2 separate regions of the Mus musculus genome follow, and region 1 is linked to region 2. Evidence: chromatin contacts called from public HiChIP or PLAC-seq data. All regions are on one chromosome and are shown on one strand. Each heading gives the region's core, a stretch centred on a gene start, on an enhancer-like site or on the middle of the called end of the contact. The rest is flanking DNA. Distances are from core to core; before and after follow the strand shown. Region 1 overlaps 4930473O22Rik (RIKEN cDNA 4930473O22 gene). Region 2 has its middle 46 kb from the start of Mir3966.

Evidence for each region. HiChIP or PLAC-seq counts read pairs in DNA pulled down with a chosen protein or histone mark.
Region 1: a contact with region 2 is called in an H3K27ac HiChIP or PLAC-seq map of heart atrium, with 6 times the contacts expected there. The contact joins two enhancer-like sites. A contact is called at or near these places in 1 of 15 datasets of contacts at CTCF or cohesin (the NIH/3T3 cell line), 2 of 484 Hi-C or Micro-C datasets (psoas muscle and uterus) and 2 of 115 datasets of contacts at active chromatin or transcription factors (fibro-adipogenic progenitors and heart atrium).

Annotation. Positions count from the first base shown.
Region 1 is chr10:97,588,122-97,591,972 of GRCm38.p6, forward strand. It overlaps 4930473O22Rik (RIKEN cDNA 4930473O22 gene), which reads right to left. Exons shown (of 3, transcript NR_045356.1): 3 at 2,863-3,802. Among named protein-coding and RNA genes, the nearest start is that of 4930473O22Rik, 6.9 kb to the right of the region's middle. Within about 2 kb of position 1,685, at least 25 of the 459 cell types and tissues checked have an H3K27ac peak or open chromatin away from gene starts, as enhancers often do. A contact at or near this core is called in heart atrium, where this site is marked.
Region 2 is chr10:97,375,067-97,378,921 of GRCm38.p6, forward strand. No RefSeq gene overlaps it. Among named protein-coding and RNA genes, the nearest start is that of Mir3966, 46 kb to the right of the region's middle. Within about 2 kb of position 1,540, at least 16 of the 459 cell types and tissues checked have an H3K27ac peak or open chromatin away from gene starts, as enhancers often do. A contact at or near this core is called in heart atrium, where this site is marked.

The DNA.
Region 1 (3,851 bases), core at 435-2,934, 210 kb after region 2:
GGAACTATTGACCTAGACCATCTTGGTGTGATGTAGGTAGATACTGATTCTCTGGAAGCTCAGGTCAGGTCTTTCCTCTTAGGACTCTGAGGACAGTGAGGAATAGATGTGAAACTTAGTATTTACTTGGTTCTATTTTTAATGCATATGGTTTTTAAGCACCCAAACAAAGTATCTGATAATACTGCATGTCTTAAAATGAAAAAAGCAAAAACAAATTTTCCCCTTTATTCCTCAGGACCAACACTGTTCTAAGACATCATTCATATATGAAGATAATATGCATATTCAGATGTAGAATTTAAGGACAGCTTTTGAAGGAGGGAAGACCATGCTGATGAGGATGGGGTGAACAGAACTGAGTGGGTGGTGAACTAGCTAGATTTGTTTAGTTTTGTAGTTACACATTGTGCACTCTTGCTGACGGTCTAATTCTGTCTGTACTGTCATCCCAGATTGGCATTGTGGAAAACCTGTATAAAGCCATTATAGGAAGAATTGATCCTCATGCTTGTTCTTTCCATTATTTGTTTTTTGGCAGAATTCTTTGAAAATATGCTCAGCCAAAGTTCCCATGGACTTTTGTTCTTTGAAGGAAAATCGGTGTGAAAGGTGTTAGCACTGTAGCTAGCTCACTAGGCTGTCTTCTGTTGCAGCCGTGGCTCTCAGCTGATGTTTGCTATTGGTAGAATCACACTTTGAGTTGTAACTCTTCCTTGATAGTGTTAGTGATCTCCCCAGAATATGTCACTTGTTTAAACTGTCCCATAAGTTTGCATGAACCAGGAGTGCAGGAAGGGGGAGTCCTTTTCACTTTTCATGCAGTTCTGAAGTGAAACCCTGCACTTCAGTGAATGACCCCAGTCTCGCAGCAAAGCTTTCCTCTTGTTGAAGAAAGGAGAGCTGACCCTTACCCTCTGCATTCTCACAGTCCACTCTTGATTGCTCTCCCAGTGCAATCACCTGGAGCCTCTTCCCTGTGTGAACTTTGAACATGCCAACCCCAAAGTGCTGTTATATTTTGTCAAAGGCTTTCTCAGCACCTAATGAGATGATCACATGGTTTTTGTCCTTTGAGTTTGTTTGTGTAGTGGATTCCATTGATGGATTTCCATATATTGAACCATCCCTGCCTCCCTGGGATGAAGCCTACTTGATCATGGTGAATGATGGTTTTGATGTGTTCTTAGATTCGGTTTGCAAGAATTTTATTGAGTATCGAGCATCCATATTCATGAGAGAAATTGCTCTGAAGCTCTGTGTGTCTTTGTTGGGTCTTTGTGTGGTTTAGGTATCAGAGTAACTGCGGCATCATAGAATGTATTGGACAGCGTTCCTTCTGTTTCTATTTTATGAACTAGGTTTTGGTAGTTTCTGAGAGGAGTTTTGTTCTCATTAGTACTATATAGTTGCTAAATAGTGACTATGAGAATTTGACACAGCAGTGTTTGACATAAACTATGCTTAGGGAGTAACACCTCCCTAAAGGCAACACTGTTTTAGAGAAATATTTGTGAAAATTCAAGTCCTGTAGAAGAGTTCTTTGTTGTAGTTGAGACATCGAGTTAAAATGAGGTCACTTTGGATAACGCAAGCAGCAGAACTCCCACGGTCTTGGACTATGGGAGCCACAGGACTTGTGCTGTCAGCACTCTGAAGGTTGAGAAGCAGCCAGTGGCTGAACTCGAGTGGGTGGGTTAAACTCATGAGAGTTGTGTTCTTTATCAGCTACCCAGCCGTCAGTGCGCACAAAAGTGGACCCTTCTCATGACTTACCACAACAGTAATAGGGAAGAATAACACCCTTAAGTGTGCCTTTGGCTCTGTGAACTGATTTCAGTTTAGATGCTAATATGTGCTCACTCCTACTTTGAAAGTGCACAGCTCTGTTCTGGAGATCATCTGACAGGTCTTCACTTTGTACATACACTGAGGGGTTTTCTTTGAAGTTTCCAGCAGGCGTGCCAGAGATGGGCCAGGCATACAGCAGTCCCTTTCCCAAACCTGAGATCTGGAACAAATCCTCTAGTGACAATGCTGATACAGTGACTACTACAAATGTAAAGTAAATGCCATCTGTAGTCCTAGGTTTATGGAGTGCACCTATGTGTTAATGTGTAGGGAAGGGACAGTGGTTTGATGGTTATGGGGAGTGTGTCAGTGATGTATATGCAAGGATGAATATTGTCCAATTACAGCTTTCCTCTAGGGGTGAAACATGGGATGAGTAGCATTACCAGAGAAAATGAAGGCATGAAGATGCAGGCCTGCTAAGTGAGGACACAGGCAGGTTTTGCACGTAATTCCTATCAGGTATTGTAAAATGTGTACATGGCTTTTGTTGTTGTTGCTTGGTAATCGGTAGAGGAGAAGAGATGAGGGTACCCCTCTCTGCAAGCTGTCCTAACCAGACTTTTCAGACGTACAAAGCTGGGGAATAAAATCAGGCCTTAACCTATTGGCAGAGGAGCTACATAGTTGTAGTCTAGTAACTAACCCTGGTTTATTGAGAGTCAGTGATGTCATTCTATTGTGCACTCTTGTCAAGCCATTTATATGACTTTCATAAGCTTAGTCACTTTGCTGACTGCCCTGGGGCCTATCAGTGACTTATACATTGCAGGATGTCTTCTATTTGAGTTCCACATGTAGAATCTCTTCCGATTTTGTGGCAATTGGCAGTTCTAATGGCTCAGCTAGTTTGAAACTACCAACTTTGCTGTGTAAAAGGAGAAATGGTGTCCTGTTTAGTAAATGTTTGGGAGAAAAAAAAAAAAGAGAATCTCTGAGGTAAAGGTATTCCAAGGACACAGAAACTCAAAAGGGAATGTTCATAAAAGAAAAGTGCCTCTTTTAATCAGTAAGGTTATCTGATTGGATTGATTTATTTATAAATGACACTCCTCACAATCTGAGTTTAAGTGGCTTCTTCTTTGTTCTGAAAACTTAGGACAAAACTTAACGTGTATGTTTAAAAATACTGTTGGACACTCTCCCCAAATTTATAGAATCCATATGTTAAAAGTAATGTGATTCATTTCACATTAAACTCGAAAAGCCAAACAATTCACATATTCTTAAATAAAGTTTATAGTGGTGAACTGGAGTCTAGAAGTAAGGAGGGAGAGGGAGTTTGCAAGTGAGAGCCAGCAGACTAAAGCCTTTCTCAGCAGAGGAACAGGAATGTAACAGTAAAAATATTTACAGTCTTTTGGCTGGAATTATTTAAAACGAATTTGGTAGCTTGGGAAAAACCTGTGAAGCACATAGAAGGTCAAGTTCTTTCTAGATCTCTGACACTTAAAGTAAAACCCATGATTCTCTGCACAAGGGGAAAATGAATATTTGGTGGCACGAACTCCTTCCAGTTCACCTTGGATTCTGCAAGAGTAGTTTTGCTTTACAAGAATTCTTTTCTATAAATGTGTAGGCTTGGTAAATTTCCCTGCTGTCATCCCCTCTTCTCTACCTTAATTCTCTTCATTGAAATTGCAACATAGATATTAAGAATAACTTTGATTATAGTGGTAAACACGCGGGAGTGAAAAATCATGTCATTTCTGTAAAGATCTCTCTATAAACTAATTGTCTAAGGTCCCTACAAAATTTCAGCCAAATATGGAAAAAATACAAAACAAAAATAATACTAGTTTGAGTTGTTAAGAGCAGGAAAAATACTTTTGAAAAGCCAGGCTGTCATTTTTTTTTCCGTAGAGTGTCCAGTTTCCTATGCAGAGGCTACTTCAAAGGCTTGTGCAGCTATTTGCTTCAGTGCTCTCACGTGGCATGAGTGGTCAGGTTTCTGTCCAGAAAGAATTGGAATGTGTAAGCTTATAGTAAACTTGACTTGG
Region 2 (3,855 bases), core at 290-2,789:
GCAGTTAGCACAATTTCTAAAATCTGGACTCCCTGTTATTTACTAAGACTTTACTTGCAATTTTAGAGGTATTTTCGTTTAAATATCTATGGGATATAACTTTAAAACAGTATACTAAGATTGAAATTATTATTATCACTCTCATTTAAGAGTCAGTTAACTTTCTCTAGCTTCTCCACTGGGGGCCCTTTGTTCCATCCTATAGATGACTGTGACCATCCACTTCTGTATTTGCCAGGCACTGGCATAGCTTCACACGAGACAGCTATATCAGGGTCCTTTCAGCAAAATCTTGCTAGCAAATGCAATAGTGTCTGGGTATATGCAAATTGTATCTTGGGTATTCTAAATTTCTGGGCTAATATCTACTTATCAGTGAGTGCATATCAAGTGACTTCTTTTGTGATTGGGTTACCTCACTAAGGATGATATCCTCCAGATACATCCATTTGCCCAAGAATTTCACAAATTCATTGTTTTTAATAGCTGAGTAGTACTCCATTGTGTAAATGTACCACATTTTCAAGGAGCTGAAGGGATCTGCAACCCTATAGGTGGAACAATAATATGAACTAGCCAGTATCCCCAGAGCTCCTGTCTCTAGCTGCATATGTAGCAGAAAATGGCCTAGTCGGCCATCATTGGGAAGGGAGGCCCCTTGCAAACTTTATATGCCCTAGTACAGGGGAATGCCAGGGCCAAGAAGTGGGAGTGGGTGGGTAGGGGAGCAAGGCGGGGGTAGGGTATAGGGAACTTTCGGGATAGCATTTGAAATGTAAATAAAGAAAATATCTAATTTTAAAAAGGCAAAAAAAAAAAAAGAAGAAGAAGAAGAAGAAGAAAAGAAAAACAAAACAAACAAACAAAAGCCAGTTAACAGACATTAAAGTTGAGCTCTTGGGTGCTATTCCCATGTTGTCCAGTAGGTGGGGCTTGTGTACTCTTCATCTTTACCAGGGAGCAGAGAACCGGGGGAGCCAGAGGGACCAGAGTTTCCAGAATTGTTTCTTCTTTAACTCTAGTTGGTTACTGGCCACACCAGTAATCTGCATTTTTGCAAATGCAGCTACTTGTGCTCAACAAGCTCCTAGGATACAAATAAATCTGATTTTGTGATTTAGATTGGTTTTAACATTGCAGTTTATTAAGTTTACAACGATCTTTCCTCCATTTAGATCTTTGGAAAATGTTTTTTTCTTTTTCTTTTTTTAAAAGGTTATGTTGATCTATTTGCAGTTATCCTTTGAATTAAAGTGTGTAAGCCACATATATACACGTCTAGACTCTTATAAACACATCTTCCAGACAATCCAAATCCAGAAGAATAAAATTTTCAATCAGGAGATTATTTAAAATGCAACCAAACAGAAGAAGCAAGAGGAGAGCAAGCTGGAAAGATTCACACGAGACAAGAAATAACAGAGGAGTCCTAAAAGCAAATATATACATCCTCCCATCCAGTGTGTAAATCTAACAGCTTCCTTGTATAAAGGAGGCAACAAAGTCCCAGAAAGCTGAAGGCGTGAATGCAGTCGGACAGGACCCAACACCCACTCCCTCCTCTCGTGAGACTGTGCAGGATTTACCAAAGAGATGCACTAGATCTGAGCCTGAGGAAGCACAACTTTAATTTTGACAATTGAAATTTCCTTATAATGATTCTTCCTTGGGCACATGCTAATATTAGCCACAATATGCTCTCAGAATCCCAGCAAGAAATGTGATCATTTGTTCAGCGTGTAAATTAAAGACCTACGCTACTTAACAGAGTACCCTTTAATCATGGGACCATTGAGTTGAACTCAACATCAAATTACGTTACATAAAATTATGAGTTGATTTCTGTTGCATTTTTTTTAGCTTAATTAAAGTGGTTAGGAGCTCCATATAATCCCAGAGTATAGATTGGTTTGTGCTGACTTTTTGATTTCTTTAGACTTTTGCTAAGGAGCTACCATACAAGCCATGCCTGGCATACATCAATAATCTTTGCAATTCCAGTTATTAGAATTTCCTTATGTAAAGAAAGAATAATATTTGTAGCTGCCATATTGAATAGGGCACATGTGGGTAGTCATTTATTTCTTTAATTTACTTTTACCATATAATTTACCTTTTAGTCTTTTCTTTTTTAGATTATAGTATTTTTTAGATTATAGACATCATGTCTTCCGCTCTTTCCTTCCACTGATCTGATCCTTCCCACATCAACTTCATTGCTCTTGTTCAAATTTTCATTGTTGTTACATGCATATATGTACACATAGTATATTCATACATATTCATAAATATAAGCAGTTTAGTCTGTATGTTACTCATGTATGTTTTCAGGCTTGACTCTTTGGTATTGGATAGCTAAGTGATATGCTCCTGCAGGAGAAATATTATTTCTCTCTCTCATCACTCCTTATGTGGCTGTCGTTCTTTGTGTATGGTTATAGTTCTGTGGGCTTTCTCCACCTATGTTGGCATGTCTGTTGTTCTTGTTCAGCTTCATGTTTCAGCATTCATACTAGTGAGACTTTATTGGTGTAGCCTTTGACACTTCCAGGAGACACAATCTCTCATGAATCTCCTGTGTCCCTTAATGGTCCTTCAAATCCCATCTTCCAGAATCTTCCCGGATCCCAAAGTGAGGGAGCGTTTTGTAAATGGATCCACTGGGACTGGGATCAAAAGCACAGTGCCAGACATAAAAAGCCCTGTTTTGAGTTGTTGGTCAGGGATGTCCAAGAGATCCCAGAACATACAGCCTCTTGCTATTGTCCTTGGTTGCCCACACAGAGGCAGAAGTTAAGTCCCTATTGCTGGAGACAGACACCATGCTTTTCAGAAACAGACCCTGGAGGCCCTTGAGCTGGATTTGATGGAGAGCCTTCCTAAGGACTTGCTTTTATGGTACCAGAAGGTGCTATGCATGCCTTTGCTACCACTGTGGATAGCCTGTTGTAGATAACTAACTGTGGAGGTCATAGAGAGAAGGGGACACAAAGTCACCTTCACGCATGACATTCAAGTCACCAAGTGCATTTCTTTCCTAGTTTACTTAGATTCAGAGGCAAACTTCCAAGTATCTATGAACAACGTTCAAGTGACTGTCACTTTATGCGCTTCTGCATCCCTGCCCTTGCATCGCTGACCACTCAATTTTATGTTAATTTTCCCATTGAGTGTCTGATGCACATCAGCCATTGAAATAGGCAGCTCTAAAGCTGAAGAACTGCATAACAACGAGTAATCTGGCTGGGCCAAGCACACATTTCCAGAGGAGCCCAGTCAACAAATGTAACACACTCCGTAAACCATTTGAGAGGAAGAGCAAGGGTGATTGGCACAATTGTGTCATTAAGACAAGGAAGCTAAGTCCAGGACACTAAATGATTTGTCCAAAATAATAAAGACAACATTTCAAAATGTTTCCTCAGACTGAAATCCATGCTTTTGACTTCAAGTATTTTGTATTTTCTCCCTCTGGTACCAATCCCAGAGTAGAGATTGGTTTATGCTGACTTCTTGATTTCTTTAGACTTTTGCTAAGGAGCTACCATACAAGCCATGCCTGGCATACATCAATAGTTTTTGCAATTCCAGTTATTAGAATTTTCTTATGTAAAGAAAGAATAATATTTGTCGTGAATGTAAACTTGTTTGAATCCTTGAGTTAAGTACAGAAGGCCTCTGTATGGATCTGATCTGCACTTGACGTGTTATCCATGCTTGAGCCCTTGGGTGTTCATAGATCATGAATCAGGCTTACACATGCATTCCTCGGCATAGAAGTGGGATCATCCTGTTTATGGGAAATCAGTGCAGGATCGCTGGCATCAATCTTCTGGTTGCGATACTCCTGCCTTT